2 separate regions of the Capsicum annuum genome follow, and region 2 is linked to region 1. A link is a contact called in public Hi-C data. All regions are on one chromosome and are shown on one strand. The core of a region is the stretch at or near the end of the contact, and the rest is flanking DNA. Distances in the headings are between cores, read along the strand shown.

Region 1 (4,057 bases), core at 139-2,638:
TCCACAACCAACAATCATAAACAAATGCCGACTACTATTTGTATTTTTCTTTCACTATAATATTACACAAAGCTTATTAACTGCACTAGATCGGAATAACTCGAGAGTTCTGCAAATTCAATTTGGAACACATATCCGCAGTCTTATATCACTTAAACAGCGCAAAAAATGTTACATTCAGAACTTATTTGCTAACTTTTCTTTATGTGTTGCAATGAGCAATCAAAATGTCAAAAGTAGTTGCATAGCACTAAGATTAGCAATATAAATTACAACCTTCACCTCTTGTGATAAGTATATGGCCAATAAGTTGCCCAGGCAAGCACTTCATGATTCAGAACTAATTATGCAAACTAATAATAAATGCAACTTTACGGGGCAAGTAAATTGTTTGTGTTGCATTTGCCCTGAGCAACCAACATTTTTTCGTCAGAATATATTGTGGAATGCATTTTGTGAATCAAAGTCAAAATCGTCAAAATATTTTTTTGTCGGGTAATTTCTTGAGACATTAAAGTCATTTAAATCAGTAGATAAATTAGTTGAGTAATTTTGATAGTTTTTAAAGGTTTAGGACATAATATTAAATTTTTAAAAAAAAATTCAAAAGTCTAAAAACATCTTTTAAAAACACATGACCTAACACAATTCCAACTCCAACTTCAAATTTTTTAAATATTTATGGTCAAACGCCTACTAAGTACACAAAATAACACGATAGTCAAAGTACAAGAACACAAAATAACACGATATTCAAAGTACAAGAACACAAAAATAACACGATAGTCAAAGTACAAGAACACAAAAAGAACACGATAGTCGAAGTACAAGAACACAAAATAACACGATAGTCAAAGTACAAGAACACAAAATAACATGATATTCAAAGTACAAGAACAACATATAGTAACAGAAACCAAAGAAACAACATATAGTAACAGAAATTGAAAGAACTAGTATGGATGGATCAACAAGACAACTTACTCCTACCTATTAACTTTCTAAGCTAAGCTCAATAAACATGAAGAAAATATTTTTTGCATACAGATTTGGAATATACCTAAAATAGGAAACAAGAAAAAGAGCACAGTAACTAAAAGAAAATCAAGAATCAGCACAACATCCAAAGCACCATTAGAATCAACTTCAAAGATTAACAAAAAATGACCTTTTGCATACAGATTTGGGAGTGATAGTGACATTTCTGCAGAACTCTTCCACTAACTTGCTTGTAGAAATCAAATAAGATTGAACACCACAGCACTAAGTACTAGTAGTACTTTGACAGTCTTTAGGAGCACAGTATTATTTAATTATTGTACTTATAAGTAGTTTGGCAATTCCTATTACTGAAATGATAAATGATGAGATTAGTTATATTTAACTCATTTCTATTAGGTGTTTGATGTAATGTATTAAAAACTAGAAGTGAAAGATCCGTGTCAGCACGGGTCCAATAATAAAATATATGGATTGCAATTTTTAAGCTTTAGAATTTATGTTGGAGTAGAAAGTTTGAGCAGTAAAATATTTTCATTGGTACGATAAAATATACTTATAAAATATATTTCTGTAAATTTTTTGTCAAACTTTTCTTTTGTAGATATTCCTTCTATTGAAACGTAGTAGTCGTTTGTTATAATGTATAAATTTTCTTTTTGAATAAAATATATTAGTAATATTTGTATTAGTAATGCTTCTATTAATAAATGCTGGTATTATTTATGTTAACATTAGTTCTTATACATTGTTTAACGTACTGCATTAAAATTTACCTTTTCGATTTTGATATATTTAAATGAAAGTTTTTTTTTTAAAAAAAGAATTGCATATACATTTTAAGATTTATTCGAGATCTAGCACGGGTTCAATATATTAATTTTTATCTCAATTTATATGACACAAATAGAATTTAGATAATCAATCATACTTTTAATAGGTATTTAGATAATTTAATTTGTTAACTATTGTAATTTATAATATTTTTATGTAATTTTCAAATAATATATTATTTTTCTTGTCCAAACTTTTGTGGCATTGATAGTCAATTATATTATAAAAATAATTTAAATTTTTAATTATTGTGATTTATAATACTTTTCTTCTATTCCAATTTCAATGAAACTAATATAATTTCAAGAGTCGACCAAATATTTTATATCTTTTAAATCTTTTAAGTTGTTAATTATTATGATTTTTAGTATTTTTCATGTAATTTTTTTGAAATATATAACATATTAAATTATTTTTAGATATTTTAAATTGATAACTATTGTAATTTATAATACTTTTTATATAATTTTTTTTGAATGATATATGTTACTCTCTTTGCCTAGAGTTTTGTGTCGACGATAGCCAATTATATTTTTAAAATAATTTAAATTTTTTATCATTGTAATTTATAATATTTTTTCTATTTCAACTTATGTGGAACAATGCTTAAATGGCCATAATAATTAATTAGGGGTGATATAATAAAATGTCATTATTATTATTTTTTTTTTATTATGTATATGTGTTGATTCAAGAAGAATTTGGAAACATTTAGAAATGTGTTGAATGTTACAAATGTTAATAATCCATTTGGTGCTTCTTGATTTCTCTACATTTATCTCTTGTTTGTTTTTACTCTTTTGCCCTTTAAATACGTTACTCTTCTTGTCTAAATTTTTATGGCATTGATAGTCAATTATGTTTTAAAAATAATTTAAGTTTTTAATTATTGTGATTTATAATACTTTTCTTGTATTCCAATTTCAGTGACACTAATATAACTTCAAAAGTCGACCAAATATTTTATATCTTTTAAATTTTTTAAGTTGTTAATTATTGTGATTTCTAGTATTTCTCATGTAATTTTTTTGAAATATATAACATATTAAATTGTTCTTAGATATTTTAATTTGTTAACTATTGTAATTTATAATACTTTTTATATAATTTTTTTTGAATAATATATGCTACTCTCCTTGTCCAGAGTTTTGTGTCAACGATAGGCAATTATATTTTATAAATAATTTAAATTTTTTATCATTGTATTTATAATATTTTTTCTATTTCAACTTATGTGGCACAATGCTTAAATGACCATAATAATTAATTAGGGGTGATAAATTTCATGAAAATTTTACTCTTTTGCCCTTTGAATACGTTACTCTTCTTGTCTAAATTTTTGTGGCATTGATAATCAATTATATTTTAAAAATAATTTAAGTTTTTAATTATTGTGATTTATAATACTTTTCTTCTATTCCATTTTCAGTGACACTAACATAACTTCAAGAGTCGACCAAATATTTTATATCTTTTAAATCTTTTAAGTTGTTAATTATTGTGATTTCTAGTATTTTTTATGTAATTTTTTTGAAATATATAACATATTAAATTATTTTTTTCTTTTTCAACTTATATGGCACAATGCTTAAATGACCATAATAACTAATTAGGGGTGATATAGTAAAATTACGGTTGAAGCAGACGTCATAAATGTCTATTTTATTTTTTACTTAAATATTATTAATTTTTTAATGTATAAATAACTTATAATAATTAATTAGGAGCAATATAATAATTAATTAGGAGTGATATGGTACAATTACGGTTGAATCAGACATGTCATAAATATCTATTTTATTTTTTAATTAAATATTATTAATTTTTAATGTATAAATAACTTATAATAATTAATAAATTTTGATATAATAATTAGTTAGGGGTAATATAGTACAATTACGGTTGAAGCAGGCATGTCATAAATATTTATTTAATTTTTTAATTAAATATTATTAATTTTTATTATATAAATACTTTATAATAATTAATTATATGTGGGCTTCATCATATTCAATAGGAGTAGCATCAATGGCAAAGTGATAATTTATTGGAATAACATGAGTTGTAATTTATTTAAAATGGAAGGACTTTTCTTATAATTGTTGATAAGGTCCAAACATTAAAACACAAAAGAAAAGAAAAATAATATTTTTTTTAAATAATTTAAATTTTTAATTATTGTGTAAAACTTTTTGTACTGAGTTACATTATACTTAGATGACGA
Region 2 (3,991 bases), core at 263-2,762, 52 kb before region 1:
AAATTTATGAGAAAATTCAGTTGTTTGATGAATTGCTGAACGGCAAAGGACAGTTGTTTGATGAATTGCTGAACGGCAAAGGACAGTTTGATGTATTAAAGTTTTTGTTATACACAAAGTCCGGAGATGAATTGGTGAATGGATGTGATAATATTTCAAATGAATGCTTAGAAGCAAACATGCTAAAGGAGGTTTACAAAGAATTTTTTTCAGCTTCTTTATGAAATTTAATTTGAGATAATATTCATCAAAGCAATTAATTAAATGTTTGATGCTAATTATGGTTCTAATTGTATTTGTTGATTGTTTGGTTTGGAGAAAATTAGTTTTTAATTTTTCCTTTTGGGAAATTTTCCTCCCTCCCAAATTTGTGGTGCCCTGCTAAATTTAGAATTTCAGACTAGTTATATTCTAAGTATAATTTTAGTGGTTTGCATTGAAAGTATAAGGTTTAGATAAATCTAATACTTAAACATTGCATTCACCTTTATTTACTGGATTTGAATAAAAATTATTAGGTTTGCGTGAACTCGTAACAGCAAGTGTGCAATAACCAATCTTTGTTTCTTGTTCTTTCTTATAACGAAATGACTTGAGAAACTCTTATATTTGTTGCAAATTATTATCTTAATTTTTCCACTCTGTACTTTAACAACTGAACGCTTAATCCTTTGAAACTCATCAGTTTAAGCCCTTTGTTATATAGGTTCAATTTTAGAAACTTTCAATTTTGAACCTATTACTATATTATTAATGTTATGAGTTAATAATTATTATTTATTATAATCTTCATATTTTTATATAAAAAGTTATATTGCAATAACAATAACACGATCAGTGTATTTTTTATAGAAAAAAGCCTTAGAAAAAAAAAGTCCACGCAGTCCTTACTATTAATTTAAAAATAAAATATGTATAAAATTATATTTACATATTAAAAATATTAGTAAATTGCCCTACTCCTATCCGCAAAAGAACATGTCAAGTAACCGACAAGTCCCCTGCAGGGAATATACTTTTCCTTATTCTCTTTGTTTTTACTTAAAATAATTGACTCTTATTAATTTGATATTTATCTTAACTAAAAATTTTATTATAAATTTATTTTATCAAACTAATTTTACTAATTATTTTTTAAGAATATAAATTTAAGTATAATACTTAATTAATTAATTTAATAATAATAATTATTATAAATAAATATAATAACATTCTCTTGATTTTATAAAAGAGACAATTAAATTAAAATAAATACTTTTAGAAAGATGATCAACTATTTTAATATACAGAAAATATAATATATTTATATAAAATTAATTTTTATATAATCAAAATAAATTATATTTTTATCACTTTAATTAATTTATTTAATTTAAATTTGAAATAATGTATTTAAAAATTATTATTATAATAAAAATTTATAAATTTTAAATTTTGAATTATGAACAGAGTGATGAGAGTTTATTCAAGCATAATAATATTGTTGAGCATATGCAATCCACATAGCACGTGACCTTCAGGTGAGCACGCTCACCGAGGCAAAAAGGAGCAATTTCTTTTTAATATTTCAATAAAAATAGCCCAAATACTGCCTCTGTTTCATATTAATTGGCCCCTATGAGCTTGACAGTTGATACACCTATTAAAAAAATATTAATTAAGGAATTTATTTTATCAAATTAACCTTATTAACTATGCTTTAAAAATATAAATGTGAGTAAATACACTTTATTTAGTTATTTAATATTAAGGATAGTATTGGAAAAACATAATAAAATTTTCTTGATTTCATCAAAGGGACAACGAAATTGAAACAAATATTTTTAGAAAGAAGGCCAAATAAAACGAAATGGAGGGAGTACAATTATGACAATGTATAATTGTCAAAGTTTCCAAAAATAAGAAAAGAAAAAGAGAGAAGTCCATTTACTACCAAAAGGGCAAGTTTTTTTTTTTTTTTTCATTTAGTGTCCGAAACCCGTATTGAAATTCGATTAATTCAAATTCAGATCCGATAGAACCTTATTCGAGAAATAGCACTTTCTACCAAGGTTTTTTTCATATTCAGAACTCGAACTCGAGACCTCTGATTAAGGGAGAAGTAACTTTATTTATTGCATTACATTCTTTGGTAATGACAAGTTATTTTATATGCTTTAATTTTTTAACTCATAAAAAGTTTAAGAAAAAAGCTTAAATATTGTAACTTTAAATTAAGGTAACGTATAATGCATTCAAATATCTTTTAAATGTATAGTTTAACTATGTCATGTGAGATATATTTAAACTAAAATTAATACTAAATATCATGAATTAGAGTTGAGTTTGATGTGAATATTCGTGTTTGATTGATAAAAAGTTTTAAAATATTTATCTAGAAAAAATAAAATAATGCTTTTGAGTAAAAATAGAAAAAATAAATTTTATAAATAACATTACGCATTAATTATTTTTTCCCACGCTCCCACACCTTTCTGTAGTTGATATTCCTCACCCCCAGCACCTCCATACAACACACTTTTTTGCACTTCATCCCGTAATATTTATCTAAATTATATTAATTAAAATATTTTTTATTCATTAAACATCAATAAAAATCACTTATTTATCGTAAAAATACTATCGTCCAACACACTTTAAATAAAAAATTGCTCAACTTGTACCTCGTAACTTGGAATACACAAAATTTTATATACTTGCAAATAGAATATAGTGGTAAGTTGCTTAGATCACTTTATTGACATCATTGTTAAAGTTCCCTTTTTAGGAAAATTCTTTTTTATTTTTTTGGTTAAATATTGAAAACTCTTATTTTAGCAAGTTCTTTATATAGGCATGATGACATTGTTTTATAGGAGTTTTTAAAGTGGGTAATTCTGTAATTTAATTAAATTTAGATTTGTTAAATTAAAGGTTTCATATTTTAGACAATGATCTTTAAATTTTACTAAAAATGATTTACTTTCACTAAATATAAATTTTTATTTATCATATTTATCCAGTATATAAATATATTTTTACTTTTATTTTTAATATATCAAGAGAAAAATATATTTCATTTCATGTTTTGCTTTCAAAATTATATGACTTATTTACTAAATTATTTTTCAAGACTTAAGACTATACATTAATTAATATGAATATTTGTGATAAATATTTATATTAGTTATTTTTGTATGACACACGCCACATTCAAAATGAATTATGGTGTGGCGGTGGGACTACTCCACCCTTAATCAGAGGTTTCGGGTTCAAGTCCTGGGTATTGAGAAAATCTTGTTGAGAGCACCACCCTCAAAATGAGCCATGCAGTGCGTGATTCGAATTATTCGGGGCTCCAAGGAGGGTACCGGACATCGAGTGAAAATAAAAATAAAAATTAAAAAAATAACCAACATGAGTTGGGGTGCAGTAGCAATACTACTCCAAACTTAACTAGATGTCTCGAGTTCGAGCCATGGGCATAAAAAAAATTATGTTGGGAGCATCATCTCCAAAATAAGCCTTACAATGCGCGATTTAAATTAGTCGGGACTCCAATAGAAATATCAGAATTGACAAATTAAGTGTTGAAAATAATTACTTACCTCAGCCATCGTGACAAGCTTGACATATTGTCTACCCTTTATCGTTAGACGACAAATTACTTCATCAAATTATAATATAAAATAACACAAGAGCCTTAATTAATTATAATTATTATATGAGAAACACAAAAAGAGATGTTAATTTGTAATTTAGCTAAATAGCCTGCATTTAGGACCTCATAATTTAATTGCATTTTGCCCGTAATGACATGGTTGAGTGATCTCGAGGCAGTCTTCGACGTGTGAGATTTGAGATTGAATTCAGCTTCCATTTGTCGTTCAGTTCGTTGCATAAACTTTCCTATTGTGGTTTATATTTCGTGTGTGATTCATAAGCTACCGCATAAAAAAAAGATTACTATAAAATACTTACTCGAAGGACAAAAATTATGAGTTTGCCTCGA

The links. A called contact is a pair of places that touch in the nucleus more often than the background predicts.
Region 2: a contact with region 1 is called in a Hi-C map of placenta, with 3 times the contacts expected there. The contact joins the enhancer-like site here to the promoter of LOC107850964 in region 1. A contact is called at or near these places in 2 of 5 Hi-C or Micro-C datasets (leaf and placenta).

What each region holds. Positions count from the first base shown.
Region 1 is chr12:226,282,652-226,286,708 of UCD10Xv1.1, reverse strand. LOC107850964 (tryptophan synthase beta chain 2) reads right to left here and starts at 1,388. Exons shown (of 6, transcript XM_016695827.2): 1 at 1,169-1,388. The coding sequence starts at 1,202.
Region 2 is chr12:226,334,617-226,338,607 of UCD10Xv1.1, reverse strand. No RefSeq gene overlaps it. Among protein-coding and RNA genes, the nearest start is that of LOC107848862, 10 kb to the right of the region's middle. Within about 2 kb of position 1,512, at least 3 of the 5 cell types and tissues checked have an H3K27ac peak or open chromatin away from gene starts, as enhancers often do. A contact at or near this core is called in leaf, where this site is marked.